Linked DNA regions of Mus musculus: all the other regions are linked to region 3. Evidence: chromatin contacts called from public HiChIP or PLAC-seq data. All regions are on one chromosome and are shown on one strand. The core of a region is the stretch at or near the end of the contact, and the rest is flanking DNA. Distances in the headings are between cores, read along the strand shown.

Evidence for each region. HiChIP or PLAC-seq counts read pairs in DNA pulled down with a chosen protein or histone mark.
Region 1: a RAD21 HiChIP or PLAC-seq map of pro-B cells shows a contact between it and region 3, with 5 times the contacts expected there. The contact joins two enhancer-like sites. A contact is called at or near these places in 2 of 15 datasets of contacts at CTCF or cohesin (large pre-B cells and pro-B cells) and 1 of 484 Hi-C or Micro-C datasets (pre-B cells).
Region 2: a contact with region 3 is called in a CTCF HiChIP or PLAC-seq map of large pre-B cells, with 2.7 times the contacts expected there. The contact joins two enhancer-like sites. A contact is called at or near these places in 2 of 15 datasets of contacts at CTCF or cohesin (large pre-B cells and pro-B cells) and 1 of 115 datasets of contacts at active chromatin or transcription factors (large pre-B cells).

Annotation. Positions count from the first base shown.
Region 1 is chr12:114,585,616-114,590,351 of GRCm38.p6, reverse strand. It overlaps Igh. Among named protein-coding and RNA genes, the nearest start is that of Mir7094-2, 74 kb to the right of the region's middle. Within about 2 kb of position 3,006, at least 10 of the 459 cell types and tissues checked have an H3K27ac peak or open chromatin away from gene starts, as enhancers often do. A contact at or near this core is called in pro-B cells, where this site is marked.
Region 2 is chr12:114,605,932-114,610,961 of GRCm38.p6, reverse strand. It overlaps Igh. Among named protein-coding and RNA genes, the nearest start is that of Mir7094-2, 95 kb to the right of the region's middle. Within about 2 kb of position 1,546, at least 35 of the 459 cell types and tissues checked have an H3K27ac peak or open chromatin away from gene starts, as enhancers often do. A contact at or near this core is called in pro-B cells, where this site is marked.
Region 3 is chr12:114,376,691-114,381,041 of GRCm38.p6, reverse strand. It overlaps Igh. Among named protein-coding and RNA genes, the nearest start is that of Mir7094-1, 91 kb to the left of the region's middle. Within about 2 kb of position 1,706, at least 99 of the 459 cell types and tissues checked have an H3K27ac peak or open chromatin away from gene starts, as enhancers often do. A contact at or near this core is called in pro-B cells, where this site is marked.

The sequences.
Region 1 (4,736 bases), core at 1,757-4,256, 210 kb before region 3:
GAGGACTTTGCTTTCTGAAAGTAGAAGAAAAAAGAAAGAAAGAAAAGAAGAGAGAGAAAGAAAGAAAGAAAGAAAGAATGAAAGAAAGAAAGAAAGAAAGAAAGAAAGAAAGAAAGAAAGAAAGAAAGAAAGAAAAAAAGAAAGGAAAAAGAAAGAAGGAAAGAAAGAAAGAGAGAGAGAGAGAAAGAGAGAGAGAGGGAGAGAGGAGAGAGAGAGAGAGAGAGAGAGAGAGAGAGAGAGAGAGAGATTTGGACTAGTTCAACTCAGTTATTTATCAGAAAACATTTAGATATCAACAAAGGAAAAGGAAATTATGTGAGTTTGGTAGTGACATTGATTATTGCTTAAAATTTTGTGCTCCAAATTTTTATTAGATAACATTTTACAGTGTGGTGCAGGCTTCCTTATTTATATTCTAATCTAATGATCACATAAAGGTGGAAGGCAACATTTTCAAAGTACTAAATTTCTCAACAGAGGATATTAGGAGGAGAAAAGCAAGCATATAGTGATAAGCTCAACCCACTGTTACCTTTGTTTTCCCATCTGTAAGGCAACTATTAATTGATATTCAAAGTTGATTTAAAAATTCAGGCTGCCTCTTTCTCTTCAAATTACAAATTCTAGTTTAAAGAGCTCTTTAAAACATTTGATGTTTTAGTTTCCCACTTTTATTAGTATGAAATGTGACTACTTAATGGTCACTGTATTTATTGCAGCCTGTGAGAAATCAAGACAAAACAGCTCTCTAAACTAAGCTTAACTTTACATCATTTTGAATTAGTGGCTTGACTTAGTGTAACTCAGCTTTATGTGATAACAAAATTATTTACTGAATTGTTGAAATTAAATATATATATATATATATATTTTTTTCCATTGCTTTATCTAGGGAGATACATCTACAGTTGAATTCATCTGAGACACAGAGTAAGCTTTGAAAAGGCAGTACATTATATCATAAAATAAAATGAAATATTTTAAATATGAGTAAAAAAGAACTACAGCCCATCTCTGAAGAGCTGGCTCACAGTATCCAAGGACACCTGCAACAACTAATTAGTCCTCAAATCTCCAGCATGGTCACTGCAGATACTGCCACATACTGCTGTGCTCAGAACACACTGACACAGCTTCAGTTGATAGCTGTATACTATTCAGGCTGGTACTTACTTCTGTTTGTCCTTCTATATGACAGAACAGTAGGGGCACAAATTTTCTGCTAGCCTCTAGGGTTTCCTCTTTATTTGAGCTTAGTAGCCCTTGCTACCTCTAATATATTCAAGGTTCCTTTTAAGTTATTCAGAACTGTGGCTCTTTCTGTGTTTAGTCATATGTTTATAAAATATGCCTAGTGCTTGGTTATATCTTTTTAAAGGATGTTTGGTGCCTAAACCACGTCGTTCAGGGATCTCATTCTACTTTGTCTTAAGTCCTCAAATCCTTACAGCAGCCATTTCAAACCATTGTAATGTTCACATTCAGTAACTTACAACTTAACTTTGTAAGAGATGTTTTTGTTTGGTTAGATTAAACTCTTTGGGTGACTTTAATGGTCAATTCCTACTACTCTAAGAGGGTGGGGTCCTAGTGGGTACTCCCCAACCTTGCCATAACATGTCCCTGGAGAGCTAGGGGCATCCTATCACACTGAGGCCACACAAAGCAACCAAGTTAGAGGAACAGATTCCAGAACAGGTATGAGCTTTAGGAACCACTCCTGTTCCAGTGGCTGCAGTACCCACGTGAAGAATGAACTGTACATCTGCACTCTATGTGCTGGGGCCACTTTTCCAGCTGATGTATGTTATTTGGTTGGTGACTCATTCTCACTCCCTGCAATTCTGCTGTGGTTCTCATTGAAGATCTCTAAAATTCAGGCCTTTCATCTGGCTGGACCTTTTCATTTTCTCTGAGCAGGGTTTTCACTAATTATCAATTCTTGTTAACACAAGCCTACTTCAGCACTAAGTTCAAATTGTTTGAGATTCTCAATGTCAGCCAGGTCCTGAGCTGAAGCAACATTTTAGTTTGTGATATTAAGAGTCTCACTCCTCTGTACCATTGTTCTGTAAGTCTATTTACTGTGGCATTTAAACAATTTACAGTAAGTAATTAACCATGAGCAGAAGTGAATTAGCTAAACTTTCTCAGGTGAGAATGTCCTAGCTCATAGTTGTTGAAAGAGCAAGAACTCACCTTTTCCCTCATTAAAAGACAGGTAAACATAATGACAATCACTGGAAAGGGAATTAGAAACAAGCTTTCACATTGACTCCTATATCCAAGTGTCCCAGGAACTAATTCATGAATACATGGGTGCCTTCATCTGAACTTGACTTATTATGGTCCTTCTGAACACAGGGACTCTTCCCCAGGTGTAGCCTGATAAAGATAGGAAAGAGCCTGTTATCTCCTATCATTACCTTTTATTGGATGGGAACTGTTAGAGCAGGATCCAATTGCCACAAGGAGGAACCTGGCTTTGAGAAGGATATTATAGTAATATTTGCAAAACTTAAAATCAATTTCTGATGCATTATCCCCAGGTAAACAAGAGCCATTTCTCCCTTTAGCTGAGCTCTGTGAACATTGAAATTACAGGGACATACATACATATATATATATATATATATATATATATATATATATATATATATATATATATATATTTGGGATATATATATATATCCCAAATTGAAACTTTATTATTACTTTTCATTAATCATTCCATTTGTATATACCTCAAATGATATCCCACTTCCTGGTTACCCCTCCACAACCCCTCCATCCCATATCTGCCCTGTCAACCCTCCGTTTTGCCTCTATGAAGGTGCTCCACACCCACCCCACCTGCAACTTCAGTTGTAAACCCTGAAAAAAACTACCCACATGGGAGCTCATGACCAGCAGGGGGCACAATGAGACCAACAATCCTCATAGAGAGATAAGGTGGCTGTGGAGGGAACTGTTTCCTCTGTGGTTTTCTTTTTTAAGTGTAATAACTGATCTGCCCCTGCTGTGATTGACATGTGATGTCTCCATGATCAAACATCATACAGATTCTTTGTGAAACACTTCACAGATGCACGCTTATTCCCTGTGAGTTTATATTTGCATCAGTCCATTTTGACTAGAAGATACTGTTTCCTACACATTCTGGCTCTTATAATCAGCTAAATTTTAAAGTCTTTAAAAGATGAGATCGGGAAAGTTCAGGGTGGTATGGACAGAAGCTGGAAACAACCAAGATGTCCCACTACAGAAGAATGGATACAGAAAATGTGGTTCATTTACACAATGCAATACTATTCAGCTATTAAGAGGTCATCCTGATTAGAACTAGAAAATATCATCCTGAGTGAGGTAACTCAGACCCCAAAGGACATTCATGGCATGTACTCACTAATAAGTGGATATTAACCAAACGAAACAAAACACATATGGAATGCAAAAGATATAGTCCACATAATTCAAAAGGCTTAACAAGTTGAGGACACCTCATTCCCACTTCAGTTCCACTTGGGAGAGAGAAGAGAGCAATCACAAGTGGGGAGTGAGGGAGGAACTTGTGAAGGAATATGAACTGAGTGGGGGAACATTAAGGGGTAAGGGAAACCTGATTTGGTATTGGGTGAGGGAAAAGGACTGAAGCCCTGAGGACCTGCAGAAAGAATGTAAACAGGCAATCTCAGGAAATAGGAGGTTGGGGGAACCCTACAAAAATGAACCAGAGTGGGATATAGAGAAGTCAGAGGGTGGATGGGGAGGGGCACAGAATGGAATATAGAATGTAAAAAATGAAGTACAAATAAAATTAAATTTAAAAAATAATATCTTTTAAAGAAATGAGTCCTGACCATGTAGTTATGTGGGGAATAACAACAGTGCAACTGCCTCATACTGGCTTGGATAAGTGTAGGACCTCTCTGACCATTAACCTGTACAAAATTTTCCTGTGCATGGCACTGATATGTACAGTTAATAACTCATAAATTCTAGGGGATGCAATGTTTACTTGTGCAAGTCACTTGCCAGATAAAGTAAAACAAAAAGCTTTTATATGTGCTCTCTACTCAGTTTTCCACAATCATATGTCTCAGATAAACTTCAACATGAAAAAATCTAGATCAATGAGATAATACTAAAACTAAATTACGAGTCTTATTTAAATATCACAAATTTTTCCTATGCTTTCTTTAAATTTATTATTTTTGATATATATATATATATGCAGGCCCATTAATCCAGATTATAACCTGAACATAAAATACTCCCTAGACAAAAACATTCCCAGCTGTATACTAGGCATCTGAGGACTGTTCATTATTTTTTGACATATTATTATAAAAATAAAATTGTAATTTTTGTTTTTTGTTTTTTTTTTAATTAGGTATTTTCCTCGTTTACATTTTCAATGCTATCCCAAAGGTCCCCCATACCCACCCCCCCCAATCCCCTACCCACCCACTGCCCCTTTTTGGCCCTGGCGTTGCCCTGTACTGGGGCATATAAATTTTGCAAGTCCAATGGGCCTTTCTTTGCAGTGATGACCGACTAGGCCATCTTTTGATACATATGCAGCTAAAGACAAGAGCTCACGGGTACTGGTTAGTTCATATTGTTGTTCCACCTATAGGTTTGCAGTTCCCTTTAGCTCCTTGGGTAATTTCTCTAGCTCCTCCATTAGGGGCCGTGTGACCCATCCAATAGCTGACTGTGATCATCCTCTTCTG
Region 2 (5,030 bases), core at 297-2,796, 230 kb before region 3:
AGCTCCACTTAACAGTTGTTAACTAAAACAGAGGAAGAAACTCACAGCCAAATATTGGATGGAGTTCTGGGACTCTTACGGAAAAGTTGTGGGAAGACTTAATTTCCCTGAAGGAGACATGAACTCTGTAAGCAGCCCAGTAGGGTCAACTAGCCTGGAGCCTTGGAAGTTATCAGAGACTGAGTCACCAACCAAAGAGCGTACAGGGCCTGGACCTAGCCCTTAGCACCCTGCACATATGAAACAGATGTGCAGTTCTGTATTAGGTCTTGATATGAATCCTCCAACAACTGGAGCAGGATATATCCCAAAGCTGATGCCTGTCTGTGGAATATGTTTAACTGGCTAGACTGCCTTGTCTGGCCTCTGGGGATGCATGTGGCTAATGATGCAGAGACTTGACATGCCAAGTGGGTGGGAGAATACACAGGTCTATTCCACTCTCTCAGAGGAGAAGGATGGAATACTTGTGTGACTGACTGTATGAAAGCATAGTGGGATGGGATGGGGGAGCAGTGACCAGGTTGTAAAGTGAATAAATAAATGAATTAATGAAAATTATAAATTAAAGAATTCTGATAACATCATTTTTGTATAAATCGCACATAAGCCTAAGTTCCCAGACTATATGTTTCCTGTCTCTTTTTAAGTTGTTTAAAGTATAATCTGAGGCCAAGACTTAATAAATGATTTAAGGCGAATATGTAAAATGTGTAATGCTAAGGTGTAGTGAAAGATGAGTAAGATGTTTGGGCTTTAAACCATGTGTTTGAGTGGTGTGTGTATGTTTCTGTGTGTGTCTGTGAATTTCTGTATGTGTGTATCTATGTGTTTGTATATGTATGTGTCTCCGTGTTTCTGTATTTTCAGTAATTAATCTGTAAGTGCATATCTTCTAGGAAGACCTATTATTGCTTGAGGGGTCCCTGGAGGTGTCAGAGCAACCCATGCATAGAGATGAGAATGAGAACGTGGTTCAGATTGACTTCCTCAACCTGGCTCTGACTTGGAGACATCTAAGAAAAGTAAGATTAGGTATATTTAAACACAAAAGAACTTGAAAAAGTTTCTCTAGACAATATGAATTTCCACAATCATTCCAATTCCTGCTTCATAGTGAAGCTTAAGGTGTGACTACATAGAATCTATTTTATGATTTTCTTGTAACCATGAGACTGGATTTTACAACTAAAGGGCCTAGAATCTCATGTAGTCTCTAAGCAACAGTCTTAAAGGATATTGGGTTGGGTTTGCTTCTTTACCAATGTATGGAAGAATGTTTTTAGTGTCAGCTTCTTATAAATACCTGTGCACTACTTCAACACTTAGAAAAGTACTACTCTGTACACCAAAGCACAAGAGCTTCCCAAACTGAGTTTAGAAAGCTTTATACTTCTTGACCTTGCTCATAAACATTGATCCTTAGGCCAGGATACTAAGTGTTTTGGCAGTAAGATCACAACTGTCATTTGAACTTCACAGTCATATCACTTCATCTGTCAGCCAGATGTCCTTCCTGTTCAACCCTTGAGGGGTTCCTTGTTTCCCCTCTGGTGTGCACCTGTGAAAAGGGCTTCTGAGTGGTGCTACTTTTGCTTCTAGTACCTACAGAGAGCTTCACAGCAGTTGCCAGAAATGGATTGGTAAATTTTGGAAAACTGGTGATCCTGCAGTCACACTCACACTAACCTACAAATGCCTGCAGGATACACCTGCAGAGCTCTGCTTCATACCTGGTCAGTTAAGGGGTCTGACCATAGCTTTGTTTCCCTTTTCAGTTTCCCTGTATCCTGAAGTCAAGTAACATGTCTTACGTGTAATGTTCTGTACCTCAAATGTTTTGTGGTTCAGTCATTATGAGGATGTCATTTGGAATTCAAAGCAGTTTTTTTTTCCTATTCAATAAAATGTCATAAATGATGTTTTCTTGATTTGGCCCAGACACCAACTTCTTTAGCTTAGAAGGAAGTAATACAATGACAGAAATAAACCTTTTATAGCTACTCTCTTAAGTAGAAAATGATTCGTGATTTCCAAATTGGATTGTCAAGAGGAATTTAACATCACTATGCTGATCCTGCTGTTAACCCAATGAGATAAAAGATCCACCTGACACCAGTCAGAATGGCTAAGATAAAAAATTCAGGTGACAGCAGATGGTGGCAAGGATGTGGAGAAAGAGGAACACTCCTTCATTGTTGGTGGGATTTCAAGCTTGTACAACCACTCTGGAAATCAGTCTGGCAGTTCCTCAGAAAACTGGATATAATGCTACTGAAGGATCCTGCAATACCTCTCGTGGGCATATATCCAGAAGATGTTCCAACTGGTAAGAAGGACACATGCTCCACTATGTTCATAGCAGCCTTATTTATAATAGCCAGAAGCTGGAAAGAACCCATATGTCCCTCAACAGAGGAATGGATACAGAAAATGTGGTACAATTACACAATGGACTACTACTCAGTTATTAAAAAGAATGAATTTATGAAATTCCTAGGCAAATGGATGGACCCGGAGGGTACAATCCTGAGTAAGGTAACCCAATCACAAAGGAACTCACACAATTTGTACTCAATGATAAGTGGATATTAGCCCAGAAACTTAGGATACCCAAGATATAATATACAATTTGCTAAATGCCTGAAACTCAAGAAGAACGAACACCAAAGTGTGGACACTTTGCCCCTTCTTAGAATTGGGAACAAACACCCATGGAAGGAGTTACAGAGACAAAGTTTGGAGCTGTGTCAAAAGGATGGACCATCTAGAGCCTGCCATATCCAGGGTTCCATCCAATAATCAGGTTCCAAATGCTGACACCATTGCATATACTAGCAAGATTTTGCTGAAAGCACCCAAATATTGCTGTCTCTTGTGAGACTAGGCCAGGGCCTAGCAAACACATAAGTTGATGCTCACAGTCAGCTATTGGATGGATCACAGGGCCTCCAATGGAGGAGCTAGAGAAAGTACCCAAGGAGCTAAAGGGATCTGCAACCCTATAGGTAGAACAACATTATGAACTAACCAGTACCGGAAGCTCTTGTCTCTAGCTGCATATGTATCAAAAGATGGCCTAGTCGGCCATCACTGTAAAGAGAGGCCCATTGGACTTGCAAACTTTATATGCCCCAGTACAGGGGAACGCCAGGGCCAAAAAGTAGGAGTGGGTGGGTAGGGGAGTGGGTGGGAGGGTGTGGGGGACTTTTGGTATAGCATTGGAAATGTAAATGAGGAACATACCTAATAAAAATTATAAAAAAAAAATCCAAGTTCCACTTGCTGGCCTGGATGGCTGGGAAGATGTGTGGACCTGTGACAGTGACCCACAGCAGGGGCTGCATTACATATTTCTCTATCTTTCCTGCTCTTCTGCTGAAGCTGGGCTCAGAGTGTAAATCTGTACATTTGTGTCCAGATAAATGCAGTGGTATACAATTTTCACCTACATTAATCATGAAAACTTTTGAAAAGTGTATATGGTGTCAGCATTTTTCTATCACTGTGTCAGAGCAAGAAACCTGTCCTTACATCATAATGCAATTTTAATAGGAACATTTTGTTATTTTTATGAGGTAGAACTGGGTATAATTGTTTAATTAATCTTAGTAACCACAAAAAACATGACCACCCTACCAAAAATCAATCAAAAGATTCACTGCAATCCCCATCAAAATTTCAAATACCATTCAGTGCAGACCTTGGTAGGATAACATTCTATGTCATGAAGAAAAAAACAAAACAAAACAAAATAAGATTACAGAAACAAAATCCAATGATATTTCCATCCACCTCAATCCCTGATTTCAACTTGCACTACAAAGCTATAGTAGTATAATTAGTATGGTATTAAAATAAAAACACTCAGGTTGACAAGGGGAATTGAATAACAGACGCAAAAGTACATTCAAACACCTATAAACATATGTTTTTTGCTCTTGTTTTTGTTTTATGAAGAAGCCTAAAATACTCAATTAAAGAAAGACAGTATCTTCAACAAATGATGTTAGTCTTATTGGACGTTGCCATATACAAGAAGGCAAATAGATAAATATGTATCATCCTGCAAGAAACTTAAGTTCAATTGGTTTAAATCCCTCAACATAAAATTAGATACACTCAGGGCCTAATAGACGAGAAGTTGTGGTATAGCCTAGAACTCATTGGTACAGGAGACAAATTCTTAAACAGCATACCATTATACAGGTGCTTAGGTCAGTAATTAATAAATGGGATCTCATGAAATTGTAAAGCATCTGTAACCAAAGGATACTGTCAAAAGTATAAAACATAAGCCTATAGAATGATAAGTTTTCATCAACTCCACATGTGACAGAAGCCTAATTTCCAAAATACATAAAGAACTCATGAAACTAGCATCAACAAACTGAATAATTCATTTGAAAATTGGCTATAGATCTGCAAAGAACTCTTAACAAGGAATCTCCAGTGTTGGAGAAGGACTTAAAGAAATGTTTAACATCGTTAGACATTAGGGAAATTCAAATCAAAAAGACTTGAGATGCCTTGTTACAGCTGTAAGAATGACTACAATGAAAAACTCAAGTGACATCTGTACTGGCAAGAGATCTCCACAAAAACATATATCTTCTTTCTTGCTTCAGTTGAGGCATCTTGAACACCGAGGAAACCATGATATTTCAATCTGTGAGAGAATGAGAATAGGAGATTTGATCCAGTTTCCAAAAATGATACACTATGCAATGGGGCTCAGGCATAGTGCAAGTAGTGCTCAGGCCCTCAAGTGTTATTCGGAAACATCGATATTGCCCAATAACAGAAGATACTGATGGACATATATGGTCATTGAAAATAGGCCCCAGCCAGAGGAACAGGGTGAAATAATCCACATAGTAAAGGCTGAATGGGAGAATGTTAGAAACCAAAATAGTTATGTATTGCAAAGCAATCAGTTTTATGAAACAGAAGCACATATTGTAATTCATCAGTTTAACTCAGGACTGGACATCATCTAAACATAATCTGACAGAGCACAGACTTTGTGA
Region 3 (4,351 bases), core at 457-2,956:
AGTCACACATATCTTTTTTTAAAAATAAGAAACTACTTCTACCCGGGCGTGGTGGCACATGCCTTTAATCCCAGCACTTGGGAGGTAGAGGCAAGCAGATTTCTGAGTTCAAGGCCAGCCTGGTCTACAAAGTGAGTTCCAGGACAGCCAAGGCTACACAGAGAAACCCTGTCTCAGAAAAGAAAGAAAGAAAGAAAGAAAGAAAGAAAGAAAGAAAGAAAGAAAGAAAGAAAGAAAGAAAGAAAGAAAGAAAGAAAGAAAGAGAAAGGAAGGAAGGAAGGAAGGAAGGAAGGAAGGAAGGAAGGAAGGAAGGAAGGAAGGAAGAAAGAAAGGAAGAAAGAAAGAAAGAAAGAAAGAAAGAAAGAAAGAAAGAAAGAAAGAAAGAAAGAAAGAAAGAGAAAGAAAGAAAGAAAGGGAGAAAAGAAACTACTTCTATCCTTTGAATGATATCAAAATACAGATCCCATATGAATGGAAATGAATGTAAAAATATTTCTTCTAAAATTATGGGCTGTTTTATGAACTTAAGAGTTCAGAAACATATGCTAGTGTAGAGACACAGGTGGTTCATTATTTAAAAACATGGCTATGGTGCTGCCTAAATGACAGTAACTTAGCTGTACCAAAGCTTGTGACAGATTGCCTATGCTCTGAACCAGAATGCTACACATAATAATCATATTATCCAAAATTAATATGATAGGAATAAAGGAGTGGTAACTATAGTAGTAACTCTCTACACCACCCTGAGAATCCAATCAGTCAAAGATTTGCTTCCCCATTCTGTGACCCTATGCTCAATGGATCTACAAGACTTGTTTAGGATATGTAAATATGTCTACCAGAATACATAAAAAAAAAAGTTGAACTGGAGCTAGTTAAGACGTTTTCTTGGCCAGTATGGAATCCTTATAGCATGGAATGAACAGATTAAGAAAGGGTGACATCTCTGACTACTCTCATGCTCTACACTGTGCTCCTTGTTTACATTATCCTAATACTGTTGATATGATTAAATCTCTACTCACAGATAATGTGTGATTATCGTGTACTCAGTGGATATTATTGACACTCTGGCTAAAATGGTGCACTGTAAAGTGTATTACTATGTCATAGCTCAAAAACATGAAAAGTTCAGAGTACTGTACTGTGTAAAGATCAGCCAGTATTGTAGGGAGAGTTAGGGGTTGATGGTGGGTGATGTCTTCAAGTGGAACAGGTATCTCTGTACTTTACACTACTAGACAAATACTTGATTCACTGCTATTTTCCAGCAGGAATATTAGCATTAACAGCCAACTGGTGCCTCTTATAAGGTCAATAAAAACTGAAACAACTTGTATGAAGAGTAAAATTTGATACACTTATTTACTGTGAATACAGATAACCACTCTGGCCTCAGACCAACCCAGTATGCACATTTCACCCTTGAATGTCAAGGCCCTATGAGTCTAACTGAACAAGAGAGAGCTGAGATCTCAGAGAGATTAGATGCATACTCCCATGAAAGAGTGCATATGGAGGGGGGCTGCAAAAGGCAACATGGGATCAGAAGGATTTTTACAGAAATGGGGAGAGAAGAGGAAATGGGGGATGAGAGTGTGGGAGAGGGACAGACAGAAGAAAGGAGAGGAGGAGAGGGACAGAGGAAGATGTGTGCACACGCTAAAAAAGAAGCTCACTCAGGTGGCCAACCCATCACTGGACCCAGGACTGCAATATCCTCAGCGCGCTAGTTCCAGGCTTCCCAGATCCTCCTGCCTGGTCTTGTGGTTCTGAGCCACTCGGACCCCAGCCCTGCCACGCTTAAGGCTCTCCTGGCCCCACGCCAGGCGTCCCTGTAACCCGCGTGGATCCAGAGCTTGGCACCAGCACCGCAAGGAGGAGCCCGCGAGCGGCCGGGGCTGCGCTTACCTCTCTTGTGGGCCCGGGGTCCAGGCGGCCGTTCTCCTCTCCCCTCACCTCCGACACCATCACCCGTTGTGGCAGTCGACCATCGTGGCCGCCGCTTTGTTTCTCTTCGGAGAAACTATTAAAAGCAAAAGCGAAAGCGAAAACTAGGGGAGGCAGGACTGGCCCGAGCGCACCCTAAGAGAACACAGCCCACGGACCGGCACTGTGGGCTGGCGGGGCAGTGAGCGCGCACGAGCCCGCGTTCACAGAGCAGGGCTGGCGGTGCTGCTGCAAAGCCCCGGGAACACTGGCCCACGCAGGAGCCAAGGTCACCCGGCTGACCACCAGTGACTCAAGTGTCCGTGCTCTGGGCTGGACTTGACCAGTGGCAACGGTTTGGGCTGGGCTGGTGCGGCTGGGTGTTGGCCTGGGTGACTGGCACTGGTTCATGTTGTGATGACCTCCAACCATAAGATTGTGTTGCTACTTCATAACTAATTTTGCTTCTGTTATAAACCATAATGTAAATATTTGAGGAAACAGAGGGCTGCCAAGGGGGTGGCCCTAGGTTGAGAACCACTGTGAAGACTTACTGTGTAACAATTGTTAAGTGTTTTAAGGTTTCTTGTTGCTATAAATAATGGCTAGTAAGTAGACTCTCTATGTAAGACTAGGTATGAAGTAACTAAACAGGCTGTAAGACATGTAACAAATCAGCGAGGGGATGGGAAGATAATTTAGTCAGAAAGTGCTTGCTTTGAGCCGGGCGTGGTGGCACACGCCTTTAATCCCAGCACTCGGGAGGCAGAGGCAGCCGGATTTCTGAGTTCCAGGCCAGCCTGGTCTACAGAGTGAGTTCCAGGACAGCCAGGGCTGCACAGAGAAACCCTGTCTCAAAAAACAAACAAACAAACAAACAAACAAACAAAAAACCCAAAGTGCTTGCTTTGCAAGCATGAGAACCAGAGCTGAGTCTCCAAAGCCTCACAAAAAGCTGGACACGCACAGTACCTGTATTCTCAGCATCAGGGAGGCAGAGACGAGAGTCTCTGGGGTGTACTGGCCAGCCAAACTACCTGAGAAGGCACCTGTCACCAGGCCTTAGGCCTCTGAGTTTAATCTCTAGGTTCCATGTAATGGAAGAAGAGAATCAGCTGCCACGAGTTGACATCTAATCGTATGTGCATGTGGCAGAAGCTTGCTTGTTCCAACACACTAAATAAAAATGTTGAAAAATTAAAAATAAAAAGGAAAATGACCCTCAACTTAAACCTCTGGCCTACAACCATGTTGTGTGTGCATGTTGTGTGTGCATACAAACACACACATATGCGCAGCCACACATGTATATACCATACATACACAAAATAAGTTAATGTGCCAATTGAGAAAGATGCTGACATTGACTATCAAGTTCCACATTACTCACATATATAAAGCACTTGGGTGAAAAGGAAGATCCTTCGTGTCATCAGAAACAAAAAACAAACAAACAAAAAAAGCCAGAAAATGCTGAGTCAAGGTCTGGATTCCCTGGTCTGAGTGGTGCCTACTTCACTGCCTGGAATTAGGCACTGGCCTTATCAATAACAAGAGGCAAAAGAGATTAAAAAATAGGAAATGCAGGCTTAAGGTTTAGATTCCTTGGTCCAAGTGCTGTTCATGGATAGCTTGCTTTGATTTGGGGCACAATATTTAACTACTCTTAGCTTCTTTGCAATTTATTCCCATGGGAAGTCAAGGTGGAATCTACAACTCACTCATATATTTACTTACAGGAACATCCCACATTCAAATTCAAATTCAAATTCATAGGACTGCCACCAGAAGCATAACACCTGCTTAAATTCAGAGCCTTTACACCTTAGAAAATATTTTGTGAGAGGCAGTGAATTCATCCCCCAAATATGAAATACTTGTGTATCCTTGTTTTCCTGTTGAAGGTTCCCAGTTGTGAGTTCCTTAGGGACACAGTGGAAACCCTAGGTGTGCTGCTTTTGAGCTCCTGACTCACTGCAGTTCCTTGTTCTCAGGTGTCCTGTCCCAAATGCAGCTGCATGAGAGTCAGGGCCTGGTCTGCTAAAGCCCTTTCAGTCACTGTCTTAGGGTTTCTATTCCTGCACAAACATCATGACCAAGAAGCAAGTTGGGGAGGAAAGGTTTTATTCAGCTTACTCTTCCACATTGCTGTTCATCACCAAAGGAAGTCAGGACTGGAACCCAAACAGGTCAGGAAGCAGGAGCTGATGCAGAGGCCATGGAGAGATGTTCTTTACTGGCTTGCCTCCCCTTGCTTACTCAGCCTGCTCTCTTAAAAAATCAAGACTACCAGCCCAGAGATGGCACCACCCACAAGGGGACCTCCCCCCTTGATCACTAATTGAGAAAATGCCTTACAGCTAGATCTCATGGAGGCATTTCCCCAACTGAAGCTGCTTTCTTTGTGAAAACTCCAGCC